Regions from separate parts of the Mus musculus genome. Here all the other regions are linked to region 1. A link is a contact called in public HiChIP or PLAC-seq and promoter capture Hi-C data. All regions are on one chromosome and are shown on one strand. Each heading gives the region's core, a stretch centred on a gene start, on an enhancer-like site or on the middle of the called end of the contact. The rest is flanking DNA. Distances are from core to core; before and after follow the strand shown.

Region 1 (2,878 bases), core at 96-2,595:
ATGACCCATGACACACAGGTTAAGAACCACTTGGCCAATACAGAATAAAGACCTAATCCTTTAAAGTCCATAGATCTGGTAAAGTCTCTAAAGGTACTAACCTTGCCTTCTGCACTTTGTATGTCTGCTTCAAGCTAACTGTTCTTTCTAAAGTGTGTTAACTCAGGATGTGGTTTTGTTCTTAAAAAGTCACACCCCCCAAAATGCTCAGGGATACACTGGGATCCCAAACACCCAGTGTATTTTCTGGCTAGGTAACAAATTCTTTCCTTCCTTCCTTCCTTCCTTCCTTCCTTCCTTCCTTCCTTCCTTCCTTCCTTCCTTCCTTCCTTCCTTCCTTCCTTCCTTAACTCCTCCCTCCCTCCCTCCCTCCCACTCCCTCCCTCCCCCCTTGCTTCCTCCCTCCCTCCCTCCCTCCCTCCCTCCCTCCCTCCCTCCCTCCCTCCCTCCCTCCCTCCCTCCCTCCCTCCCTTCTTTCTTTCTTTCTTTCTTTCTTTCTTTCTTTCTTTCTTTCTTTCTTTCTTTCTTTCTTTCTTTCTTTCTTTCTTTTGATTTTTGGTTTTTGGTTTCTTGAGACAGGGTTTCTCTGTGTAGCCCTGGCTGTCCTGGAACTCACTCTGTAGACCAGGCTGGCCTCGAACTCAGAAATCTGCCTGCCTCTGCCTCCCACGTGCTGTGATTAAAGGCATGCACCACCACTGCCTGGCAATACTTTCTATTGGCTTAAACACTTATCCAAGTAGTCTTCTATGATGGATGCACCCAAAAAAAGAGATTCAATCTTGACAGTATTATTGGAGCCAAGAACCCATGGCTAGAGAGGTCCTTGTACTTAGGGGAGAACCTGCTACTATTATTTTGTTAAATGGACATGGTATTAAACCAACTCCTTAATGACTTATCACAATTCTATCCACAGAGCAGGGCATTTCTCAACCTTCATTAGGGAAGCTTACTTTTGAATAGATGGCCATTAATGCAGAGCATGATCAGAAAAAGCCCAAACAGAAATGGATACCTAGTGCAGCAGGGTTAGTGGTTTGGCCCCTAGGAAGCCAGAAGCCAGAAGGGGTGATATTCTGTAACCTGTCCCTAGGGAGCTTGATTTTAGTGCTGCTGCTCCAGCCACAAACAGCACTGACTCAGGTAGAAGGTATACTCACCCACTTGTGTGAGTCATATTTGAGCCACCCACCCCTAGGCTGAAGTATCGTGGTCACTCCATTTCCCTCCCTTCTCATTTCCTGTGTCTTGTAAAACTGAACCCTACAGAGCAACCTCATTTGTTTAGACCACAGTGGAGGAACAGACCTTCCACTCCTCTTCACTTCCCTCTTCACAGCACCTCCTTGGCCTGGGACTGATCTCAGGGTGACAGGGCGGTTTAAACATAACAACCCTCCATGGATCTGCCTTACTACCATGGCTGCCTGACCAAGCGAGAGTGTGAAGCCCTGCTCCTCAAGGGAGGTGTGGATGGCAACTTTCTGATAAGAGACAGCGAGTCTGTGCCAGGAGCCCTGTGCCTCTGTGTCTCGTGAGTATCCTCATCTTCATGCAGGCGAACCCTGATGGCAGCCATATGTTCAGGGAGTTGTATCTCATTCTATTTTGGAATAGGAATGGGCCAGGCACTGCCAGGAGAGGACAGAAGGATGTCCCTGCCCAGCTCTTCTGCCGGCCTTCCTCTCTCAATTGTGCATGCCACATGAGCAGAGTCTGAGACAACAGAAGAGGGTAGACAAGGAAGGAAGGAGAGAAGGTGATGGGGAGAAAGAACGGACATAGCAGCATTTTCTCTGCGTGCCTCTTTATGTGATGTGGAGAAGGTCGGGGGCGGGGGCGGGGGGGGCTTTACTATTGCATGAAAGGTTGGTTGGCTGCATTCACTTGCAGTATTTAAAATGCTAAGATTTCATATGCTTTCAGGTTGATAAAGGGCTTTACCAAACTGCATTTCCTCATTTCTTTTTATCCTTTATTTTGTGCTCTTATGAGACAAGCAGGATCCATTGTCATTTTATAGATGAAGAAATTGAGCAACACCAAACCCTTTATCATGCCTGTTACAGACATGGAGGAAGACTTTATTCAGGGTCCTCTTCACAGGTGTAGAGATTGATGCAATGGTGACTTCAGAGTGTGTGTGTGTGTGTGGGGGGGGAGATTGGCCTTAACTCAGAATACAGTATGAATTCAGTATGGGAAGTATGGGAAACCACTGGTCCCAAGGAATTAGGGTCAGGGAAGTCTCCATGAAGAAAGAGAGAGAAGAGAGGAGGAAGTAAAAGAAAGAGAAAAAGAGAGAAAGAGAGAGAGAATGGGCATGCATGTGCAGAGATAGAGACAGAGAAGAAGAGAGAAAGAGGGGGGGAGAGAGAGGGAGGGGAGAAGAGAGAAAGAGGGGGAGGATAGAGAAGGGAGGAGGAGGGAGAAAGGGAGGAAGAGAGGGAGGGAGAACAAAATGTGTTCATTACATGGGAAGGAGCTTCTTCTGGGGGAGGGGATGCCCAGCCCCGTGGCTGGAAAGTTCTTAGGAAGGGACTGGGGGATGCTGGGAGAACCTGGAGGCCAGGTCTGCTTGATATGTGAAATATACACCTCAGCTGGATTTTCCTGAGTCTGAATCCCAACAGTAACTCTATGAAGTGAGCAGGAAAAGGTCACTAGGAGAATGTTGCTTCTGACTGTCACCGTTCAGAGTACTTCATACTGTCTTGGTAATGATGAACGCATGACTCTGAAATAGCCCAGCTTTTTCCTCTAGGGCGTCACAGTGAAATGACTTTCTCCTACAGTAGTAAACACTGAAAGAAGCTATTTTTCAATTTTTTTATTAGATATTTTCTTCATTTACATTTCAAATGCTGTCCTGAAG
Region 2 (2,878 bases), core at 152-2,651, 460 kb after region 1:
ATAACAGCAAATTAACATTGACAAATTTACAGTCTTCACTCACTCACACATTGTTCTTAAGAGAGGCTCGGTCTACAGAATACTGCTTGCAATGGACCATGAAGTCCAGTTATGGTCATTTGAACCTTCTTAGTTATCTTAATAGTTAAGTATGGCTAATACCTACCTTGTAATAGTCTCTGTGAGGACCAACAGATGCAGAAATATATTTAATGCACATAGTGGGTGCTTAAAAGGGGAGATTTAAACCTGAATTTAAAACCCTAATCTATTGATGCTTCATGACAGCGTCAACACTGATCCTCATTGTAGTTTAGGTACCAAGGGTCTGGGCCTTCAGGAGAAGAATTACTATCAATGAAGGATCCATCATCAGTGGTACCCTGCATCCTACCATGTGTTCTGCCATCACCCTAGGTTTGCAGAGGTTGGAAAACAGCCCCTTACGGCTGATGAAGTCCAAGAAGAGGAAAAGGAAAGCTACTGTGGGTAGATGGTGGAGGGTCCAGTCTGGGAGTCAATGTGAGTCACTTTAGCTAGAGCCGTGATATGGATGGGGCAGACGGGGGCCTGGAAGAGAGGTATAAATGATTCTTAAAGTAAAGTTTTATGGATCTTAAGGTATTTGAATTACTTTCTGTTCATTTACTGGATTACCCTACAGTTTATGTGTCATAATATATATGACTACTTTTAACAAAAATTTAAAAGATCTTATAATCCTTTGTAATAAGGTTGAATTAACAAAATATTTTACCCCTAAACCCCCAAACTATGCAATAGATAGTCAGCAATTCTCAAAAACCAAACATTCTATTTAAAAAAATACTTTAAACCTCATGACTATTGTGAGTGATCAGCATTATCTATTCCTACCATCTGACTGCTCCAACAGTGCAGTTCATGTTTCTGATAATTCGCTCACAGTCCTTTTCATGGAGCCTTGCTCATTCTTTAAAATGAAAAAAACTGATACAAATACTTTACTGTCAAGTAAGTTGCTCCTGCTTTAAAAAAAAACCATAAAAGGCGTAGCAGTGCTATGATTTTCTTATGTACTTACTCATGTATTAAATTATCTCAGAGTCACACAGTAATCAATATCACAATGAGATGATTTTCCAACAGATGACAGAAATAGCTTCTAATATATTTATCTTTGCCCTCAGCAAACACTAAGTTGTTCTTCTGTGTGCTTTCAGTGATGTGAACAGATGGCTGTGTCACTTAGCTGCAGTGCTGTGTCCTGGGACCTGGAAGAATGTGTTCTAGTCTCAGCAATTCAAGTAGCCGGGCTGGATCCGCTCTTTACCACCCAGCATCTTTTTATGCCTCTCCTTATTTGTCTATCAGGGAGCTCTGCTAGACTATGCTTCCCAGCTCTACGACTCCTTATGATCTCCATGTGTCCTGCTTCCCAGGAAAGCTACTGACTCTGAGGCATGAATCACACTGAGCTGCAACAACAACATTACACTAAAAACAAAAGTGGAACCAAATTATTCTATTTTATGGCATCAAACTAAGCAATAATTGCAAAGGAATTTAACATTTATAGTGGGGATTTAATTTGGTTTTTAGTGAAGCAAATGCTTTATTTATTTGTTCTAGGCAAGAAGAAGCTGGAAGAAATGACTAATAGAATAGTTTTTATGTGACTTATTCTGTCCTTTTTATCTCCATAATCCATCAGAGTATTTCTGACTTGACAAGCGTGGCTGGTCTAGGTAACCATAAACATGCAGGAGGAATGGCGGTGTGTGAGGTTGGAGGGGAACCTTTCTCATTCTCATGGATCAGTTGCTTTGAGGGAAGTGATGCCATAAGCAGCCCCAGGGGAGACCAACAGCCATGTAGGTGAATTTGGAGGCACATCATTTAGACCCAGGGACATCTCTGGATCCAGACAGCATCTGAACTGGAAGCTCAAGAGATACCTGGAGCTAGAACCAGGCTGCTAAGCTCCCTGACCCTCAGGCACAGGGTGGATAAGATCTCTTCTTTTAAACCAGTAGGTTTAGGGGCAACTTGTGAATTAGGAAATAGATAACTCATATGTATAAAAATTGTTTTTGCTGAGATGAATTATCATCTTTTTTGTTTCTTTTTTGCCTAGAGGATAACTCCCCAATTGTAGTCTCTGTAAAAGCACCATCCTTTACAATCTTTTATACTGTTGTTAGGGAAATCTTTTCTAAGTATTACTAAGTATGCTCTTTGACAGCTTCAAACACGTATATAACACAATCTGATTATTCTCTTCCCTCCCCAACTTCCTCCTAACAATACCATCAATACCTCAACAGGTTCTTTCCCAGATTCAAGACTTTCAGTTCTCTTTTTGACCCATTTAGTTTAATCAAGGACATCTGTGTGAACACTGGATTGGAACGATCCATTAGAACCTTATAGGATCACTAGTGGGTAGACAACTGAGGAAATGCCCTCTCCCTGAGTCTATCAGTGGCAAATAGTTTAGCAGGAAGGTGTAGGGAACCCCTGAGCCCCTCCTCAATTCATTTTTGTGTAGACACAATGCAGGCACCACAGCTGCTGCAGCAAGGTTATGGCTGCCAAGGCTGAGTGCATCCTGCCCGGAGGATGCAGTCTGCAGCCCTTCTCCCTGTCAGTCTGCCTCTGCATCTTTTCCAGCCCCTCCTCTTTAATGTTCCCTGTACACCTCATGCATCCGTGAGCCTTAGGGATATCTTCTACACACACTGGTTTTGCTTCCTCCCTGTTCAAAGTCTTAGTAGCTCCTCAAATTCACAGGATTAATCAAACTCCATAATATCTCATACAAGGCCTTGATGAACTGGCTTCTGCAGGCAATGCTTGGTTTACATTAGGCTTATTTCAGTCTTCCAAAAGGGCTGAA
Region 3 (2,878 bases), core at 155-2,654, 430 kb after region 1:
GGAGCAGAGAAGGCAAGCTTCCAGACTAGTTTTGAGCAGTCCTCCCCAGCTCCTTGGATCCCTGACCTGTGCTGTGGCCACCTTAACTTCTGTCTGCTCTTTGGCTGTGCCTTCCAACGGTCATCCCCACTGTTACCTGTAGGAGAGGCATCAGCCTTAGCAAACGTGACACTATTGAGGTCTTTGATCTGAGGCACTGGTACACTGGAGTCACTGCAGATTCTATTCGTGTCTCAGCAGATCAGCATCAGGAATGCGTGTGCTGCCTCTGTCCACAGCCACAGTCACATCCTCGTGTTGAGCTGCTTCACAGGCAGGAAGGACATGGCCACAGGGTAGCCCACCTCCCCCACAAATGGCTACTCCTAAAGGTACTCCATGTATTTGGTATCTTCTCCTTGGCACCCATTAGAGGACCAGCCCCCGGGACAAACAGGTCTTGTCTGAAAATCACCCGAGAGCCAATCAGGATGGACTGCGGCACTGAATTCAGCAAGAATGGCCCTGCCCTGAAAACATCTCACCTTAGCTTAGATGGCAGCAGTGCTGTCCAGGGAACAGTTGTTGGTGAACAGTGCCAGGCATAATGGGGCCACAGGCAAAAGATGACCTGACTGTGTGTCACTCCTTGTAGAGAGAAGAGGACTTAGCCGCCATTGTGCTTACTGGAATGGGACCACCTGACAATGGCAAGCCAGCTGGGAAGAGTCTATGAGAACCTGCTGAAATCCTGGGAAGGGAGGCAGCACATGACTGACATGAGTCCTGGCATCCATTTCTGTGAACTTGTAACGTACAATGTACAGTGCAATAGAAATGTGGCTGCTTGCTATGGTGAAGGAAGCAGGCAAAATACAATAAAATATATGTGAACATAACTTTGCTTTTTGTTTGTATTTGTTTATTTACTCATTTATTCATTCATCTATTTTTTGAGGTGGGTTCTTTATATAGCTTTAGCTGTCCTGTCCTGGAATTTGAAATGTAGGCCAGGCTGATATCAAACAAAGCCTGCCTTTCCTTCCAAATGGTGCTAGGATTAAAGCCATGTTCACAGCCATAGCAACAACAAAGAGAGCTTAATTCCTTTATCATCTTTCCACTGGAAAAACTGAGAACTTCACCATACTGTGCTGCAGCTTCTCTGGGAAGCCATGCTTGCTCTGTGCACTGTTGGTCCTTAAGGGAAACTCTCTAGTCTTGCTTAAGCCTAGTGACCTCCAAGTCCCTTTGCTGAGTCTGGTTTCACAGGAGTATGCTCTGGGCTGAGGGTCCACAATGAGAGGCAAGCATGTGCCCTGAGATCTTTGAAGATCTCTGCTGATTAGCCGAGTTCCAACACTGAGGGTGGCTATAGCTCTGAGCTTACCGAGGCCACAGGAACTCTGTGTTTAAATACATATGAAAATGGAGTCACTTCCCCTTACATTCCACCACTGGCCTTCCCTTCCCTTGTCTCCAGTGTGTGGCTCACTCTGTGACCCCCACAACAGTTATTTGTCCAGGGCTGAACCACAAATCACAAGTAAAAATAAACTCTTACCAACTGGAGATAATCCCTTTACCCAAACTCTAAACTGTTTTGACTCTTTGTGGGATGTTTTTGGCTGCTCGGTTTTTTGAAATGTGTTTTCTCAAGTATAACATTCAGAATGGATTTGAACCAAAGGAGAGAGAAAGCCAATTGGTGGAAACCACATGAGCATGTGTTCTAAAGCTTTAAATACAAATCTCTTTACTGCACCAGGAAGTGCAGTGGACAGAAGAGGAAGTGGGTCTGACCTGAAGGAAGATAACTGAGAACCAAACACACATTGAGAAAAGCACTAAAGATGACACAGCAGAACCAACACCAGGCGACACTGCCCACAGGGCTGCACTGCCACCAGAGAATTGCTCGCTAGCATGTTCCACCCCACTGGGTGGACGGTGACAAGCAGCGCACTTCCTGTTCTCTCTTCCTCTTCCCCTGGAGTTGCGTACAAGGCAAGTCTCTGCTTGCCGAAGAGGCAGAGAGCAGCATCTTCACCAGCTCTTCAGTCTCTGCTGTCCAGCGCAGCTCGGGCACTACTGCAACGACTCAGGGATGGTGCTGACCACATGGGTCGTCTCTGTGGTTGTTGGAGGGGAACCAAAGAAGGTGCTGGTTTGGTTCCGCTGATGATCCCGGAGATAAGGGGGAACCGAGGAGCTTTTGATGTGGAGGATCCTGGTGTCCATCACCTGACAGTCAATCTGCATCATTACTTCATAGTCCTGCCCATTGATCACATTATCTGCAGAGGAGCAGACACAGGATTCAACAGAGGGTTCAGGGTGGGAGCAGTCAATACACTTGCAAGGCTACAGAGCTTTATCAGCTTCTGCATCTGCGTGCCAATATGCCCTGCCCTTTCCTCAACTTAGTTCTCCAAGAGTCTTCACTGGTTCAGTAAGAGCTGTACCCTTCCCTCAACCTGTGGAGACTGATACACAAGAAAACTGAGGAGGAGGAAGAAACCTATCCCATCATCCCAACAAAGAAGAAATACTAAGGCCCTATGTCTTCTGCTCATCACATTCCCTACTGAAATCCCTTGCACTTTTGTGCATTAGTTGTTCATCTGAGGCCACTGTCTCCACAGGATTTCCTCTACATCTCAGCCTCAAACCCTATCGTTTCTTTCTTACTCCTACTTCCCTCCTCTTCTCTTTCCCATCCCCTCATTTCACTACTTAGATACTCACACCCTCAAGTTTCCTAACAGGTACCCTACTTCTATTGTCACTAAACCTTCTGGGGACAGTGAACATGACCAGCATCCAAGAATGCTGATATGTCTTCTGAAAACCAAAACATGGGCAGGAGGAGGTGACTTAGAGCCTAAGGGCAGAGACT

Evidence for each region. Promoter capture Hi-C pulls out the DNA fragments that hold promoters and counts their contacts. HiChIP or PLAC-seq counts read pairs in DNA pulled down with a chosen protein or histone mark.
Region 2: an H3K27ac HiChIP or PLAC-seq map of the NIH/3T3 cell line shows a contact between it and region 1, with 4 times the contacts expected there. The contact joins the enhancer-like site here to the promoter of Sh2d1b1 in region 1. A contact is called at or near these places in 5 of 39 promoter capture datasets (cranial neural crest, embryonic stem cells, liver and 1 more), 1 of 484 Hi-C or Micro-C datasets (bone marrow-derived macrophages) and 1 of 115 datasets of contacts at active chromatin or transcription factors (the NIH/3T3 cell line).
Region 3: a contact with region 1 is called in a promoter capture Hi-C map of hematopoietic stem and progenitor cells, with 2.7 times the contacts expected there. The contact joins the enhancer-like site here to the promoter of Sh2d1b1 in region 1. A contact is called at or near these places in 3 of 39 promoter capture datasets (cranial neural crest, hematopoietic stem and progenitor cells and liver), 1 of 115 datasets of contacts at active chromatin or transcription factors (bone marrow-derived macrophages) and 2 of 9 other capture datasets (liver and macrophages).

What each region holds. Positions count from the first base shown.
Region 1 is chr1:170,275,973-170,278,850 of GRCm38.p6, forward strand. Sh2d1b1 (SH2 domain containing 1B1) reads left to right here and starts at 1,346. Exons shown (of 4, transcript NM_012009.5): 1 at 1,346-1,537. The coding sequence starts at 1,404.
Region 2 is chr1:170,740,295-170,743,172 of GRCm38.p6, forward strand. All of the region lies in intron 15 of Atf6 (activating transcription factor 6), which reads right to left. Among named protein-coding and RNA genes, the nearest start is that of Gm23523, 10 kb to the right of the region's middle. Within about 2 kb of position 1,402, at least 31 of the 459 cell types and tissues checked have an H3K27ac peak or open chromatin away from gene starts, as enhancers often do. A contact at or near this core is called in the NIH/3T3 cell line, where this site is marked.
Region 3 is chr1:170,707,812-170,710,689 of GRCm38.p6, forward strand. It overlaps Atf6 (activating transcription factor 6), which reads right to left. Exons shown (of 16, transcript NM_001081304.1): 16 at 1-2,276. The coding sequence ends at 2,068. Among named protein-coding and RNA genes, the nearest start is that of Gm23523, 43 kb to the right of the region's middle. Within about 2 kb of position 1,405, at least 87 of the 459 cell types and tissues checked have an H3K27ac peak or open chromatin away from gene starts, as enhancers often do. A contact at or near this core is called in bone marrow-derived macrophages, hematopoietic stem and progenitor cells and macrophages, where this site is marked.